Linked DNA regions of Sus scrofa: all the other regions are linked to region 2. A link is a contact called in public HiChIP or PLAC-seq data. All regions are on one chromosome and are shown on one strand. Each heading gives the region's core, a stretch centred on a gene start, on an enhancer-like site or on the middle of the called end of the contact. The rest is flanking DNA. Distances are from core to core; before and after follow the strand shown. Region 1 overlaps LOC102161811 (a long non-coding RNA gene). Region 2 has its middle 110 kb from the start of SAMSN1. Region 3 overlaps SAMSN1 (SAM domain-containing protein SAMSN-1).

The links. HiChIP or PLAC-seq counts read pairs in DNA pulled down with a chosen protein or histone mark.
Region 1: an H3K27ac HiChIP or PLAC-seq map of alveolar macrophages shows a contact between it and region 2. The contact joins two enhancer-like sites. A contact is called at or near these places in 3 of 47 Hi-C or Micro-C datasets (alveolar macrophages, blood and fibroblasts) and 1 of 2 datasets of contacts at active chromatin or transcription factors (alveolar macrophages).
Region 3: an H3K27ac HiChIP or PLAC-seq map of alveolar macrophages shows a contact between it and region 2. The contact joins two enhancer-like sites. A contact is called at or near these places in 2 of 47 Hi-C or Micro-C datasets (alveolar macrophages and embryonic fibroblasts) and 1 of 2 datasets of contacts at active chromatin or transcription factors (alveolar macrophages).

Annotation. Positions count from the first base shown.
Region 1 is chr13:179,391,102-179,393,801 of Sscrofa11.1, reverse strand. The region is part of intron 1 of LOC102161811 (a long non-coding RNA gene); the gene reads right to left. Among named protein-coding and RNA genes, the nearest start is that of HSPA13, 71 kb to the right of the region's middle. Within about 2 kb of position 1,376, at least 16 of the 83 cell types and tissues checked have an H3K27ac peak or open chromatin away from gene starts, as enhancers often do. A contact at or near this core is called in alveolar macrophages, where this site is marked.
Region 2 is chr13:179,619,508-179,622,207 of Sscrofa11.1, reverse strand. No RefSeq gene overlaps it. Among named protein-coding and RNA genes, the nearest start is that of SAMSN1, 110 kb to the right of the region's middle. Within about 2 kb of position 1,322, at least 5 of the 83 cell types and tissues checked have an H3K27ac peak or open chromatin away from gene starts, as enhancers often do. A contact at or near this core is called in alveolar macrophages, where this site is marked.
Region 3 is chr13:179,463,669-179,466,368 of Sscrofa11.1, reverse strand. The region is part of intron 1 of SAMSN1 (SAM domain-containing protein SAMSN-1); the gene reads left to right. All of the region lies in intron 3 of LOC102161811 (a long non-coding RNA gene), which reads right to left. Among named protein-coding and RNA genes, the nearest start is that of SAMSN1, 44 kb to the left of the region's middle. Within about 2 kb of position 1,313, at least 6 of the 83 cell types and tissues checked have an H3K27ac peak or open chromatin away from gene starts, as enhancers often do. A contact at or near this core is called in alveolar macrophages, where this site is marked.

The sequences.
Region 1 (2,700 bases), core at 127-2,626, 230 kb after region 2:
ACCACAGCCACAGCAATACCAAATTTGAGCCACATCTGTGAGCAAGGCCGGGATCAAACCTGCATCCTCACAGAAACTATGTCAGGTTCTTAACCCACTGAGCCACAATAGGAAGGTGGGGGGAGGGGTATGGTGTCGAGGCCCACGACAGACAGCAGTTAATCCCTGCAGGTGGTTAATCTATGCAGGCAGTTGTTTTCTGCAGGCCATTGCTTCCTGCTGCTCAACTTGAGGCATCCACATTCTGAGAGCAGGTGTGCCGGGCCATCCCCAGTTCCTCAGCATGTCTCCAAGGTGGACAGCCACATTCGGGGGGGGGGGGGGGGGGGCGGTGTCACCATCCTCCTGGGAACCTATCATTCCAGCCTTTTGTTACATGGGATAGGGGCAATGGTCCTCTCTTCTGTAGCTATTTCCTGAGTACTGAGTGTCTATCTTCCCCATGAGGTTGACTGAATAACAAAAGTCAGTGTGTAACATAAGAGAAGAAAATAGGTGCACTGAGGTATAATGTCCCTGGTCCTGATAACAGCCCAGTTCCTTGTCCTGTGAAGCACATCTTTCTTAAATGTGGGACTCAATTCTTTTTCATACTTGTATCCAGAGAGTTCTGACTGTTAAAACTATGCTTATCAACTGGGACCTGAAAAATCAGCTTAATTCTTTTCTTTGCACCTAAATATACACATTCCTTAGGTAGTTAGAGGGAAAGAGCTCAAGTGAATTCTCTCTTTTGCCTAGACACTTATCCTCTGACAGCTGCTTTCACATCTTAGAATTGGCCTCTAGTCCTTCTTTAGAGGGCACAGAAAACGTTGTGTAGGGAGCAGTGTGGAACTAAAAGGACTAGAATCTCGAACTGGGGGATTTCACCAGTGTTTCCTGTCTTACTCTAGGCCACTTACAGCACAAAGTTTTATGGATATGGAAAAAAAAACACAGCATCCCTCCTGACATTTATATTTTTAGTAGAAAAGGCTAACATTAATTATCTGTTTCCCCACTTCTAGAAACTGCTGAAATCCTATTGCTGACAGTGTCAGCCTGGGTTTATAGCATCCTGCTCTCCTGGAAGACAGAAGGAATGTCCAATGCATAATACTACCAAGGGGACATAAGCTAATGAAGAAAAAATGATTTATCGATATTTGTGTGCAATACACTGAAGCAAAGAGAGTCTGCATTAGCTCCAAGTATAAACTATTTTGTAGAGAGAGCATTTCTGAATCCACTTCGTCATTCTTGATTTAGCAAATGTGAGCTTTTCTTTTTTCTCAGCTAACAGCCAAAATAATTAACACAGAGTTTACATGAACTGAGAAAGTGCTGTGTTGAGAAAAAAAAGAGAAGTTGTACAAACCCTGTGGCCAAGCAGTTTGCTGCCAGAAATAGAGCTGAGAACATCAGCCTGATTGGAAATGCTGCCATGTGGAGTAAAGGTGCCTGAGTCTTAGAAATCAACTCAACATTTTCCACATTCACACCCCATGCGAGGTTCTCTGAGTATCCCATCAGGAAGGGTAAGGCTGATAGAGCCAGCGTTTGGTTAAAAACCTCAGACGAAAGAAATTAGTTATTTAAGTCAACATGAAGGGGTACCTTAACATAGAGATCGATTTAAAGTGCTGCATTTTACACTGCCCATTCTAAATTCATAATAAAACTAAATATTTTAAGCTTGCTTTACTTCTACAGACCTATAAGATCACATGGTTCCTCCTTCTTCTCTTAAATGGCAGAGGATGAGGAAGCTCATAAAGGTTAAGTGTGGGTTCAATTTAAGCAGCTAGTGAAGAGCAGACGAGAGCATCAAATCTAGTCCTAGTCCTCCTGGCTCCTAATTAGTGCTCCCTTCACCACACTGTACAGCAGGTAAAGTCGGTAAGAGTCCCAGCATGATAATGGGAATAATGTCACAAAGGACGAGACTGGTAGTCTCCAGGGAATATCAGCTTCCCACTTGTTAGAAGGCAATTTGTCTTTTTCACAGAGTCAATGACAGCCTGCTTTTTGAAAGCAATTCAAAGGTGCAAATATGTGAACTTCGTGCAAAGTGCTAAGGCAAGTGTATTGCCTACGCAATAAAAAGATATGGCACAGGTAAAATTGGGCGATTTTATGTACAAATGTTATCCTCTGGAGTCTAAATATCTAAATGATCCTTAAGGGAAAAAAAATCAGTCTTCTTGTCACCACAATTGAGCTGCAACTCCATTATAGAATCAATACTCCTGCTAGCAAATATCCCTTCTGAAACAGCACTGCTACACAAATTAAGAGTTTGGGGCAGGGGGAGGGGTAATTCTGGGAAACTTAGGGAAAATAATGACCTCAAAACTGAATTTATTTAATAGACAGAGCTGGGGCTGGGTGGATTGTGGTATGGCTGAAGAGGGTGGGCATAACTTACATTATGATGAAATTTTTAATAAAAGCAGGACAAAGACATTTTGGTTTCAAGACAGAAGGTACAGTGATCAAATGGATCTTTTCTCCAAATAAAGAGTATTATGCTACATCTTCATGGTCAACAGTGCTCCATTCGTAGGTGTCCCTCGTCTCAAAAACCAATTTGGCTTATCTGTTTTTTCCTCCTCACACTTATCTCAAAAGCTGTAACAGATTCAGGAAAATAGATGACCCAGTCACAAATGCTCACTTCTCTGGGGACCTGTCTTTAAATTGACCTTGAGCTTTGAA
Region 2 (2,700 bases), core at 73-2,572:
GAATTTGAGATTTTCATGGCATTCCAATGCCTAATATATTTAAATTGGAAATTAACAAAGAATGACTTGAGAAAAAGAAGTCTTTGAAATGTTCAAAAATAATTTTTTAGATTTTCCTAGATGTCGTTCATGTTGATTTTAATGTCTATTTCATATATATACTATTTTTATTTAAATCATGTCTATAATTCTAATTAACCTTTAGATTTTCAATTAAAATGGAGTGAAGATGATCATTTTCAATGAATATCTAAAATATAATGAAGTTTTTTGAATATTTTACAGATTAAGAATTATAGATTTTTTGTCTTCAGTAATTTAATATTCTACTATGCTTTATTTAACTTAGTGATGTCAGAATTCTTTTTCACTTTGACTCTAATAAGTATTAAAAGTCTTTAAGCCCTAAGATGATACTAGTGACAACAGTAATAAGCAGTTAATTTTGTATGAAATGCTTGACCTAGTTTGTAGATATATGTACAAAAATAAATTACAGGAGTAAACTATGAATACTCCTAGCTATTCAAGAGGTATCAAACACTCTGTAAATTTAAATATTCTTATTATTTATTTGAAAAAAGAATACAGCTTTTTGTTAACAAAGGACCAATAAATCTAAATATTAGGCCATATGAATCCACAAAATGAAGTCAACTGATAGGTAGAGCCCATTTCTTTTCTTTAAAATTTTTTTCTTTTTTCTTTTTTTTTTTCTTTTTACATTCACACCTGAAGCATATGGAAGTTGCCCAGCCAGAGACTGAATCTGAGCTGCAGCTGGGGCCTAGGCAACATTGGCTCCAAGCCACATCTGCAACCTATACAGCAACTTAAGCCAAAGCAGATCCTTAACCCACCGAGCAAGGCCATGGATCAAGACCCACATGTGCACAGAGACACCATCAGGGCCTTAACCAGCCAACCCACAACCAGAATTCCCATCTCTTATTTATACACCCTCTTTACCTATTTAGCTTCTAATCATCCTTCAGGTTTTTAGTTTAGCTATTAAACTTCTTCCCATTCCTTGCTTATCCCTCGCAGAATACTTCTCATCTTCAGTTGTAACTGCAGCTTCAGAACACCTTTAAAAGGAAATATACCTTGTTTACTACTGTATCTCTGGGCCTCCTACAGGCCATGGTAATTGTTGCTATTTAAATAGTTATTGGGTAATTAGGACATTTCAGCTTTTCTGACAGATGGTAAACTTCTTGAGGACAGGTATTCCATTCCTAGGACTGAGCACCTCATAAGAGGCACTGCCTAAATATTCTGGAAATAATGAAAAAATATGAGGGAAAGTCAACAGTGGCATCCCCCAGGGGGTGCTAAAGCCCTAAGTCTTGTTTACTTATGCCTTCAACCAGAGTAAAATCGTTCTAGACTGTTTCAGCTTAAGTAAACAAACATTTATTGAGTGTTTTGGGTTTCCTTAGAATTGCAAAGATAACCAAGCCTCAGTTCTTGCTCTAGAGAATTTTAGAAGCTAGTATAGCAACTCGTTCAGCAGAAAGACTATGTCAAGAGTGTAGACTTAAGACAAAGCATCTGGTCTTTTAGACACAGTAACTTCAGGGATACTTCACTTCAAGGGTGTTACAACTGCCCCAATCCCCCCACAGACTGCCTTGGAACATTTGCAATCATACCTTGGGATCTGGGATTCTCTCCTTATTAAGAATTCTGCTGAAGCTTGGGACATTTTCCCACCAAAGAACAGCTTGAGTTTATGTAAAAGCCAAAAGCTCTCTGGAAGCAACTTTCTATTCCTTCCTAGATGCTTTCATGATTGGCCAGAACTAAATGGCATAAAAGTCCCATCCTTCTTAATCCTCTAAGACAAGTTATATGTCATTTGATGTTCAGTAGATGCATTTGAATTAATAGTCACAGGCATTTGGCCATATGCCTAGAAATTTGGGCACAACCAGAGGTGCTTGTGGGGAAAATGACCTCTCCCTGGCCATGGCTTCTAATTGCAAATGTCTGCAATAACATAATCTGAACATAGGTCAAGGCACTGCTGGGTGAAGTGTTTCATAGGACAAATGGATATTTTTGTTTTTCCTGGCAGTGATCAAAGCCTTGGAGTTGTACCTAACTAGAAAGTATGATTTTTGAGGGACTAAGCCTTGTGTTTATCACTTAAAAAACCACACACATATCACTTGTGCCCTAAAACTGAGTTGGAATCTGTAATTTTTCTGGGCAAGAAACTAGACTGCCAACTTATTTTAACTGCTAGAAACTTTACAACAGAGTTCTCTTTTTTAAATGTTAAATTTGGAATTAGATCAGTAGAGTGGTAATTCTGAGTAGGAATTGCTTGGCAAACTCTCTTGTGTCTCACGGAAAATTTGTATCTTAATATTAGCTTTTGGCTAATGTATATTCTATGAGTAAGCTATAAGCTCTCTTTTAGTAAGGACCCCTACCGAAAGGTAGAAATGGCCAGGGGAGGGTCCAATTTTTATGTACTCCTTAGCTGCTATATGCAATATAACCTGGAGAGATCAAGTAATAAAAGATTAGGAAAGAGGAAGAGGTTAATACATAATGTTACCTTCTGCAAGAAACAGGATATCTTGCCTTTTTAAAAAAATCATGCAAAGCACCAACACAGGTGTTTCTAAATAATGGCTAGTTCAACAAAGGAAGTGTTCTTTTAATAGCGAGAGCCATATTTTTGTGTTA
Region 3 (2,700 bases), core at 64-2,563, 160 kb after region 2:
TGAAGCAATTCCAGGGGGAGCAAGAGGGACCATTTAGTATGTTTGTTTATGTTAGAAAAAGAGAAAGAAGGATCAGAAAGTGTGTATTATAGCAATAATACATGGGTGAGTAAGATCCGCTGAGGTTTTAAAATAGGAAAAATAAGAAGTTGAGAAGTTCAAGATAGCCTGATTGTGGTCACATTCCAAAAAAGCTTTGCATTTCCTTTTTATTCTGTAGTATTTTGTAAGAGTTTGGAATATCAAGTGACTGAACTTTTGTCACACTATGCTTTTTACCTAAAAAAATATATGTATATTTAAGACATATCAATATTATTCATTTTAGGATTTTTTTCCAGCTAAAATAAACATCTTAATTTCTATTCAACTTGTAAAAGTGCAGCATGACTTATAGTCGAAGGATGCAATGTCAGTCATGAGATATGGTAATAAAATGCACAGGTGTAATGGAGAATTCTAAATATTTGAGTATTTTTTATTCATAAAACTTGTTTCTGCTACATTAAATGGGCTGATATGAATAACCACTTTTGTAGGTATGGCTCATTCTGCTTGATTTTTTTCTAGTTCTAGTATCTTTCCTTTAGGTAATTTTCTTTGAGGTGGTTTCAATTTGCAGAAAACAGCTCTTGGCACATCAGCTTCTGAGAGTAAAGCTTTAGCATGGAAATTTTTGACACTTTAAAACACTATGGTGGAGGAGTCAGAATCTGCACTTCCTTTAGATACACTGCAGTTAACAGGAAAGACACCGAACAAGAGAGATCAAGTGGACCAACTTTTGTTCTAAGAGCCCAGCTCTTAAAAAAAATAAAATAAAATAAAAAAATAAATTTAGAGCATTGATATATATTTGCACACTGAATTGCCTTTAAACCCAAGGTTAAAATGTTAGTGTTGAAGACCGTGTTTCACAGCTCTAGTTGTCTTTCAGCCTTCAACCCCCTGATGCCCAACAACTGTCTTCCACTGGCACCACATGATACTGTAATTATTTAACACTGAGGCAATTCTAACAAGTTATTTTAAGTGAGTTAAATTTGTTTCACACTCTTCAAAAGATCTCAGCACCTGAGTGAGAACAATTAAATCCTCGAAATGCCTTTAGATAATGGCTGACAAGCTTATTGAGGTATAGCATACTATTATTATAGAATATTCATACAATCGTGTGCTGAAGCAGAATTCCAAACTTCAAGAGCATATTTTCAACAAATGCTCTATGTGCAATATTTAGATGATGTGAGAACTCATTGGCAGAGTGTGTGTAATTTTTAATTTGCCAGCATATTTCAAAATACTGCGGATGTCTGACTCACGTATGCAAATTTTTTCTTTGAAATAGACTGTGGAACATTTCCACCAGTGCCTTACCCAAATATTAAGTCATGCTGGAGATAAAGATTCTACTTGAAGATCCCAGAAGTTGGTTGATGGTTAACAAATGAAAATAAGGGTCTGGGGTCTTTTTTTTGTTTTGGTCAAAAGGTTGATTTACATTTCCAAAAAGAGACTCCTGATTCCTCTTTCATGTTGATAAATTTAGTATTGCCCTTGTTTTAAGAAACCTACTCAGTTATATTCTTTCTATCAAGTTAACTTTTCATAACTTCTATCCCTCTCAGGTAGCAAGTTTCTTTGAAAATGGAAAACAGGGTCAAAACTTTATAATGGAATGGCATAGTGAATGCTACAACAGAGTGGAGAATTGAGAAAAAAAAAAGGAATTTTTTATAAGTTCTGGGTCCTATAACAGTTTCCTCATTGAGAAGAACTACATGATTTCCAAGAACACTGATAGCTTTATATAATGAAGTGACATTCTATAATAATTTGAATTGTTATAAAAAAAATAGAGAAGAAATGTACCAAAAAAATGAACCCTTTATTAAGTTATTTTGTATTATTCATTGCATTGTATAGGGACGCACACATATAAATGGGTTCAAACACCCCAAATGTCACTTATTCAGCCCTATTTTTGTGGAAGCCAAGTAGACTATGTGGAAGAGAGTAATCTGCATCATGTAATCAGATAGTCTTCAACTAAGAGGGGGAATTGGATGAAGATGGTGTAAAGGTACAAACTTTCAAATATAAGGTAAACAAACACTAGGGATGTAACGTCAACATGATACATATAATTAACACTGCTGTATGTCTTCAAAGGCAATTCAGTAACATACATTTATAACAGAGCATTAATTTTACCAAAATAAATTTAGAAAACAAAATTTTATTTTCTCCTTAAATATGTCCATATCTCTAACAACTATGACCTAAGTGATGTTAGTGATATCCTTACAAATTGGTTCCTTAGAAAGTTATATAACCATTCACTTTTTTTGATATACTATTTTTTAGAGCAATTTTAGGTTCACAACAAAACTGAAAGCACAACTTTCATATATAACATAGAACAGTGTTAATTTTACATATCATGTTGTATATTGCATCGCTAGTGCTTCTTTATCTTGTAACTAGAAGTGTGTACCTTTTCACTACCTTCATCCATTTGGATTAGTGTTCTTGTTTTCTTTGGATAAATATCCAGGAGTGAAATTGCTGGACTGTATGGTAGTTTTATTTTGAAATAAATATTTTGAGGAAGCTCCATACTATTTTCCATAGTGGCTGCACCATTTACATTCCCACTAACAGTACACAAAGATTCCCTTTTCTCCATGTCCTCACCAG